Regions from separate parts of the Zea mays genome. Here region 2 is linked to region 1. A link is a contact called in public Hi-C data. All regions are on one chromosome and are shown on one strand. Each heading gives the region's core, a stretch centred on a gene start, on an enhancer-like site or on the middle of the called end of the contact. The rest is flanking DNA. Distances are from core to core; before and after follow the strand shown. Region 1 has its middle 33 kb from the start of LOC100283426. Region 2 holds the start of LOC541618 (MAP kinase 2).

Region 1 (4,409 bases), core at 1,708-4,207:
ATAAAGAATATCGCTGTCATTTCTTTGTCTCTCTACTTGTTTACCACTGAGTATACTACAACAGTTTCAAATTGGCACCTGGAAGGGGGGGGGCACATTTTAGGTTGAGACAATAAGATAAAAGGTTAGGATAAGAGTATCTCTAAGAGATTAGCTAAATTGTTCGGCTGACTAAATTTTAGCTATTCAATAACAAAATAACTCTCCATATACTAGCTATCTGACTCGCTAAACTATCCGAGTCCGACTATCTAAATTAGTTTCCTCGATAGCCAAATTTGACTAGCCACCTGACTAGTCAAACTAGATAGATAATGAATATGCTACATATATAGTATAATCTTTGTGAAAAGATAAATAAAGAGTTAAAAATGAAGATTCTATTGGAGATGCTCTAAAATTGGTATCTCAATTCGTGATCGAGCATGATTACGTTCGACTGGTATAACTGATTGTGGCTCGCGTATCGTAGCTTGTACACGCCAGCTAATAAATATATCTGGGTGGATGATTTGAACTACGGGGAAGTATTAGCAGGCGTGTCCGAGTAGACGCAGCAGCGGTTGCGCCTCCAACCAACTCCAATCATGGCGACAACGACGCGGATTAGGAATCCAAGATATCTCTTGTACGAGAGCGATCACACGAATTATTAGGAAGCGATCGATGTACCGTAGGAGAGCGACAGACCCGCCAAGCTAACCCCGGAGAACCTGCTCTAGCATGCGCATCGACCAACGAGTGTGTGTTTTGTTGTAATGATAGAACGGATTAGGATAGGACGATTTTTAAATAAGTTTGTTTGGTTGAGAGTAAGGTGTTGAAATAGAACTATCCCAATATTTTTCCTATTTATTCCTCAAAATTTGGGACAAAAGAGAGTACCTCAGAGGACAGAGTCTCTGTCCTACTTATCCCCAGCTATCCCACGTGCCGTTGCAGAATATCTAGAAATAGCTAGGACAGCGACATTCCTTATCATTCCGTCTCGTCCCTCTAATTTCGAATAACAACTGGGGATAATTTAGTACAGTACAGTCCCAGCCTCTAACACTGAACCAAACAATTTACGAGGATCATCTCATTTTGTCCAATACCTTAAAGTGGCGGTTGAGTACAAGATTCTCAAGCGAAAAATTAAAAAAATAGTAGGTATATTGCGACAGTTGAGCGCGTACTAATAGGCTGGGTACAGAACTACGGATTTTGTCGGTCATCTCTTCTTTCATCTCAGTTGTCGGTTGTGTTGACGGTTGACCGTCCCTTAGCTTAATAGCCACTGTTCAACATAACGATTCGATTCATACAAAAAAACATTTTTTATTTGATATGTTTTTTGAGACACGAGGGATTCTGGTTTTTTTTTCTTTTTTTTTTTGCACCAAGAACCAAACGTCCTGTGCTCGCAAAAGGCTGCCCAGAGCCATCTATAGGTGTACATTCGTACCACCCGATCCGGCCTAAGCCCGAAAAGGTCCGTATTATTTAAATTTCGGGCCGGTCCGGCCCACGGGCCTAACCCTCGGCCCACGGCCCAGCCCGTAATTGCTTAAACGTGCCAGGCTCATTTCGGGCGGCCCGAAATTATAAAAGCCCGAAATTCACATTAGGACCCAAAATTCAGTTTTTTGGCCCGGAATTCACGGCAGGGCCCGAAATTCAAAATAAATTTAATAAAACATATAAAAGATAAGACAAATAAATTTGACCAAAAGCAAACTTAATATTTGTATTAAGTTATTAGAGCTATGCAATGACTACCTCGTTTACAAATCATTTTGTTAGGAAGAAAAATACTATAATCAGCTCTATATAAAGTTCGTAAGTTTAGTTTATTATCTAATGTTCATAATAAAAATAAAATTACATCACATACTCTAATTCAAAGCTACAAAAAACATCTAACTAACATTATCTCTAGCTTTTTGTTCTTTATCAAATACATGAAAGTGTGAAATAAAGTGTGGTTTTAATAAATATATGCGCCATTTCGTGCCTTTATATGGGCCATTTCGTGCCTAACTTAAACGGGCCGTGCTCGTGCCCGCCCATGGACCGCGACCTCGGTCCAAATCCGGTCCGGCACTAAAATATTTCGTGTCGTCCTGTGCCTGAGCCATGTTTTTTTTTCGTGCTTCGGGCCGGTCCATCAGACCCGGCCCAAATGTACACCTATAGAGCCATCATTTTATCCCCAGCTTGGACAAATCTTTCATTAGGCCGGCCTGGCCCAAGCCCAATGCTTTCGCCGCTCGAGTTTACGGGCTGGGCCAGTCAAGAAATCACACGTCGTTAGGAAGGGCACGAAAACAAATACGAAACGAGCATGAACACGTATCACAATAGCCATGCCATGAACAATGCGTGGTACTATTATGTAGCCCTGATAATGGGCCGTGGCCCACCCCCCCCTAATCCAACCTCTACCCTCTTTATTATAGGGAACGGCCTAATTTCAAATCAAAGATTCGAAGAATGATGCGTTTTTTCTTCTTCCCTTGGTTTTCCTCCTTTACAACTTAGTGCGTCTTATGAGCTATTTTCTATGCCCGCGACAGCGATCATCACTTGGGTTTATTATCCACATTTCACAGCCTCCGGTAAAAAAAAGTGAATTTTGCCAAACTCTTATTACCAATTTGCATATTCATCCTATGAGCTATGTTCTTTTAAAAAGGTGCAACCTAGGAAAATAATCTCAGGACAAACAGGCTATCAGAATATACTAGGATGGGATTTGTGGAGTTTTTTTTTCCTAGAAGCAACTCAACAGTGACATGCTAAAAACCAGGCGTTCGAATTTTAGTGTCATTTCAAGCAATAATTCCGACTATAAAATAACCGTTAGACAAATCCATAAATTCAAGAAAGTCTGATTTGCCAGCTGCCGGTCCCGTGCAGCCAGGCGGCCAGGCCCTTCCATGGTGTGCCGTGCCAGCTCTCGGAGGTGCACAAGAAGCGCACACTCTACCAGCCCGAGTTGCCCGCTGCCTCCGAGTCCAGGTACGCACCTCCTTGTTACGGCGGTCAAAATGTCATGAACGCGAGCTCTCAGAGGTGCAGAAGAAGCGCACGCTCTACTAGTCCGAGGGAAAAAAAATTGTCTACCGCCGGCTGTAGGAAAACATCTCTGCAGCTGCCTTTGGATCGACGACACGCGTCCGTCCACAAACCTCAAAGAAATGAAACTGGCTCGACTTATGGACTCCTCTGTCTCCTTTCCTTTCTCATCTGTAATAGCTCCTTTTACTCTGGCTTGCTTACAGACGGCTCGTCGACTCCTTTTTTTCTCCTCTCCGTGCTCAGCTCAAGCGGTGCCGGTGTGGACCACGCGCGTGAGGTTTTTGATCAAATGCTCGAGAGGGGTTTAGTTTGCTGGAGCTTGATGGTCGATGGTGTTGCCACGGGAAGACGACTGATACACCTGCTTGAAGGCAGTGCTTGCTCCTCTTTGGTGGAGTGAATTCTAGTTAGACTTAACTTGCTTTGTTTAAGCATTGCGTTGGAGTTTTATAAATTTTCGGAACTCGTTGGATTTGGGATCGAGGTTATAGACTTACAAGCCTAGTTCATTTAATCATTTTGCATTTTTGCTGCTAGGATTTGGAATCGCTGGAGGTTTTGGCTGCCGCTGCACCACACCTTTAGTATGATGTACAACAGCGCCATGCACTGATGCACACTGTTGTCAAGACCAGGGCAACAAATTATTGAAACTATCAGTCCTGGCAGCAAATGATTGAGTTCAAAATTTCTACACAATGAAGAAAACACCCCCATGAGATTTTCAAGCTGTAAGAGAATGAAAGATGACCATGTGTTATATGTATACTAGTACAGATCATAGTTTATTGGTGTGTTCATGTGTGTTCTTCTATACTAGTGATTGTAATGACCAGTTCTGATTTCTATTTTCACCAGAACAATGCAAATGGACTATTACACCTCCAGTCACATCGAAGTTTATATAAGAGTGCCTTCTGCTTATGTGGTGTGATTATGTGCTTCATCAAAATGTAATTTTCGAGCAGCTGATGCTTCTTGATCAACTCCAAGTAAAAGGCTTGTATATCCTCCTAGCATCAATGGAGTAACCATGGCTGGAAAATCCGCACACATATCATTGGTTACAACATCGTGTAATGTCATATTAGCACCAATGCTTTCATCAAAAGATTTCTGTGTAAACAATGAACATTTTTAGAGAATATTTAGATAAAATAATTAATAAAAAAAGGACAATAGTATAGTTTAGTATGCCTTACAGTCAAATGTTTTGGATCATGATCATGTTCTGTATTTTGGTCTATGTTTCTTGAACTTTTTCCTGTGTAATGTATGGAGTAAAAATATTACCAACAATACTTGCTCTATGATTGAAAGAAATGATATGGGGAGGATAAGAACCT
Region 2 (4,273 bases), core at 977-3,476, 200 kb after region 1:
GCAACACAGGACAAAGCTCTATCCGCTCAAGGGACACGATCTCGCCTCGCCCGAGCCTAGCCTCGGGCAGGAACATCAGACCCAGGCAGATTCACGCCTCGCCCGAGGGCCTCCTCAAGCAACGGGCGCACCTCCGACTCGCCCGAGGCCCAGCTCGGGCAGGCTTCGCGGAGAAGCAACCTTGGCCAAGATCACCTCGCCAGCCGATCGGATCGCAGGAGCATTCAATGCAAGGATCGCCTGACACCTTATCCTGACGTGCGCTCTTCAGTCGATAGAGCCGAAGTGACCGCAGTCACTTCGCCCCTCCACTAGCTGACCTGACAAGAAAACAGCGCCGCCTGCGCTGCTCCGACTGCTGTGCCACCCGTCAGGGTGAGGCTGACAGCCGCCAAGTCCGGCCTCAGGCGCCATAGGAAGCTCCGCCTCGCCCGACCCCAGGGCTCGGACTCAACCTCGACCTCGGACGACGGTCTCCGCCTCGCCCGACCCCAGGGCTCGGACTCAACCTCGACCTCGGACGACGGTCTCCGCCTCGCCCGACCCTCGGGGCTCGGACTCAACCTCGACCTCGAACGACGGACTCCGCCTCGCCCGACCCCAGGGCTCGGACTCAACCTCGACCTCGGACGACGGTCTTCGCCTTGCCCGACCCCAGGGCTCGGACTCAACCTCGACCTCGGACGACGGTCTCCACCTCGCCCGACCCCAGGGCTCGGACTCAGCCTCGACCTCGGAGGAGCCTCCGCCTCGCCCGACCTTGGGCTCGAACCGACCACGCCGCAGGGGGGTACATCATTACCCTACCCCTAGCTAGCTCAGACTACGGGGAACAAGACCGGCGTCCCATCTGGCTCGCCACGGTAAATAAGTAATGATGGCACCCCGCGTGCTCCATGATGACAGCGGTTCTCAGCCCCCTACGGAAGCAAGGAGACGTCAGCAAGGACCCGACAGCTCCGACAGCTGTGCTCCTACAGGGCTCAAGCGCTCCTCCGACGGCCACGACATCACATGAACAGGGCACCAACACCTCTCCAACAGCCACGTCGGCATGTACATAGGACTCTGGCTCCTCTCTGCTAGACACGTTAGCACATTGCTACGCTCCCCATTGTACACCTGGGCCTTCTCCTTACGTCTATAAAAGGAAGGTCCAGGGCCCTCGTACAAAAGGCGGCCGCGCGGGAGGACGGGCTGACGAACAAGTCTCTCTCTCCCTCGCGAACGCTTGTAACCCCTGCAAGCGCATCCGCCCTAGGCGCAGGATAAACAAGAGGCCGCGGTTCCCCTTATTGTTCCCCCTTGTGTTCCGTCTCGCGCCGACCCATCTGGGCTAGGACACGCATCGACAATTTACTCGTCGGTCCAGGGACCCCGGGGTCGAAACGCCGACAAAAACGGTGACTAGATTTACTCCACTCTCACTATGGGGGCAGTTTACTTTTTTGCTGTTTGGCTGCGTGAGAATGATTTTCGCCGGGAGTGAAGCTGTGGGAGCTCTGCCAAACGCTCTAAGTGTTTTGGCTGAGAGTGATTTTCTTTAGGTCCCGTTTGTTTCTTTCATTTTGAGGAATTTGGAATCTTACTAATAGAATAGACTATTTTTTAGAATGTGATATTCCACCACTTTCCAAAGTTAACATGTAAGCATATCTCAAATTCATGGGGTGAGAGATGAAAATTGATTTTATAGATTTACATGCTATTTTTTCGATGTACAATTTATAGCACACTCTTCTACTTGCTTCACTATAATATAAATATAGTATATAACTATATCTCTCATATAATTTAGGATAATATACAAATATATTACATATATAAATAATCTAAATTATAATTATTAAAATGGAAATCAATTCCAACCAAACAAACGGCGCCTTAAAGAAATTAAAGCTAAAACTCTCTCAAACGGCCTCTAAAGTTGAAAGTCCAGAAAAATGATATCAAACATGCCAAATCATGCAAGATGCAACGCAACACGTCGACTGAAGCATCTCAGGCCTCTCCAACGCCGGCACACCGCCTCGCTTCTCGCAGGTTTGGTACTCGTTACTCGTAGCCTATTCCACACAAACATTTTTTTACCCATATCTCCACGCCGGCAACTCGGCTAGGAGCGAGGCGAGGCAGCCTAGGAGGAGAAAGAGAGAGTGGGAATATATATACAGAGAGAGAGAGAGGAGCCTCTCTTCTGCTAAAATAGACCCAAATCTCGCAGCAACGAATTCGCATTTCCCCCACCTCCACCCCCACTTTCCCTTCCGTCCCCTTCTCCTCGTCGCGATCCAAATCCGCGGCCATGGACGGCGGGGGGCAGCCCCCGGACACCGAGATGTCGGAGGCCGGCGCGGGCGGCGGAGGGCAGCCGCCGCAGCAGCCACTGCCGCCGGTGGGCGGGGGCGTGATGTTGGACAACATCCAGGCGACGCTCAGCCACGGCGGCCGCTTCATCCAGTACAACATCTTCGGCAACGTGTTCGAGGTCACCGCCAAGTACAAGCCCCCCGTCCTCCCCATCGGCAAGGGCGCCTACGGCATCGTCTGGTCCGCCCGCTCCCCTCGCCTCCGATTCGCGTCGTTTGGGGCCGCTTCTGACTGGCATCTCTGATTTGTGATTTCATGGTATGCCCACTGCCCAGCTCGGCGCTCAACTCCGAGACGGCGGAGCAGGTGGCCATCAAGAAGATCGCCAACGCCTTCGACAACAAGATCGATGCCAAGCGCACGCTCCGCGAGATCAAGCTGCTCCGCCACATGGACCACGAGAATGTCAGTCGCCCGAGCAACTCCGATCCATCCACCTCTCCTGTCCAACGATCCTAGAATTTCCTCTCTCTTTTTTTCTTTTCGTTTTTCCTGTTCTCTAGCGAGGAGAGCATATCGGGGATTCTCGTTAAATGCCCGCCTGTTGGTCGCATTAAATTTTGGGGAGGTTGGTGTTAGTTACTTCAATGATTGAGTTCGTTCGCGACAGGTCGCCTAGCCCTCCCTCGTCTTGGCTGGGACGGGGAGGGTGAAGTTCAGGAATAGCAATCGTAGCCATGCCTTTTAAGGGACCCGACCACCTTTTGAGATGCTATTCATTGTGTTCTTGAAGAACTTGAGGGCAGAAATGACGAGAGAACATGGAGCAGCAGTGCGGTGCATGTTGCTCTTGCCTGCTGATGTCAGAAGTGAGTGAGTCACTTGAGGACCAACCTAGTGCTGGCCTTTTTGCTAGATCGTTCCAATCCGATGGGAATGTAGTGGAGTGAATACTCGGTTGGTAGGAGACTAGGATCTTATGTTAGTAGTATTGGGAAGACCTGTTTAGACTTTTTTGTATGTATGCTGACCTCGGACCTTTAATGCGAAAGACTAAGTCACAGGATTCCCAATTTTATTGGATTTGACCGGTATTTACATATGGCTGAAGAATCATTTTAGCTTGTCAGAAGAGACAGTTTTTCATGATCTGTGTCGGAAGGCAAAAGACGGTTACACGAATAACCTGCCGTTACAGCTTGTAACCTGTTGGAAAGCTGCACCAGGTTCGAATATGGTTAGTAGATTTGTAGCGACTAGATCACTATCTTGTTAAACTAATAAGTAACATGGCATGAGCCACATGCACGAATGTTGTGTCTCCATGTTCCTTTCTGTTGTTCGACGGTTATGGATATAGAAGCAAATCTTTGGAGTTCAGATTAGGCAAGGTACGGTTAGTAGTTAATTAATGAACTTGATTGAGACCGTGTGCATTCTTGGTCAGCTACTTATGCCTCGACTTCCTTAACGGTCGTTTAAGTCATACTATTTGTGCTCTTCTGCATACCAGTTCTCCGAAAAGCGTGAAAGGGCCTCTAGCTGAGTTGGTTAGGTGGTCTGAGTAGCACCCTTAGGTCCTGAGTTCGAATACCCGTGGGAGCGAATTTTAGGTTGAGGTTAAAAAAGGTCACTCGCTGGTTCCCCTGGTTGTGTGCGTACGAGATGGACTGACCTATGGGGGGCGGATCCTCGTGTAGGGACTGGGAGGGCTCAAAGCATGAGTAAAGGTCTGGCCTATAGGGGGCGGACTCTCATGCTGCACGGGGGGCTAACTTTTGTGGCCTTTCTCGGTCGGGGCTCCGATTGAGCTTCTTAATATAATACCGTGGGGGCAGTCTTTTCCCTATCGGCCGAGTTCTCCAAAAAAGCATTACATGGCATGTGGAGAAATATGCAACCTGGCATGCAGATTTCCTGCAAAAGGTAAAAAAAACTATATACTCTTGTGAATGACAGTACA

Evidence for each region. Hi-C and Micro-C count contacts between places; a contact is called where the count stands out from the background.
Region 2: a Hi-C map of bundle sheath shows a contact between it and region 1, with 3 times the contacts expected there. The contact joins the promoter of LOC541618 here to the enhancer-like site in region 1. A contact is called at or near these places in 9 of 25 Hi-C or Micro-C datasets (bundle sheath, ear, leaf and 2 more).

The regions. Positions count from the first base shown.
Region 1 is chr9:20,480,719-20,485,127 of Zm-B73-REFERENCE-NAM-5.0, forward strand. No RefSeq gene overlaps it. Among protein-coding and RNA genes, the nearest start is that of LOC100283426, 33 kb to the left of the region's middle. Within about 2 kb of position 2,958, at least 17 of the 20 cell types and tissues checked have an H3K27ac peak or open chromatin away from gene starts, as enhancers often do. A contact at or near this core is called in bundle sheath, ear, leaf and 1 more, where this site is marked.
Region 2 is chr9:20,683,486-20,687,758 of Zm-B73-REFERENCE-NAM-5.0, forward strand. LOC541618 (MAP kinase 2) reads left to right here and starts at 2,227. Exons shown (of 6, transcript NM_001111373.2): 1 at 2,227-2,550; 2 at 2,646-2,775. The coding sequence starts at 2,306.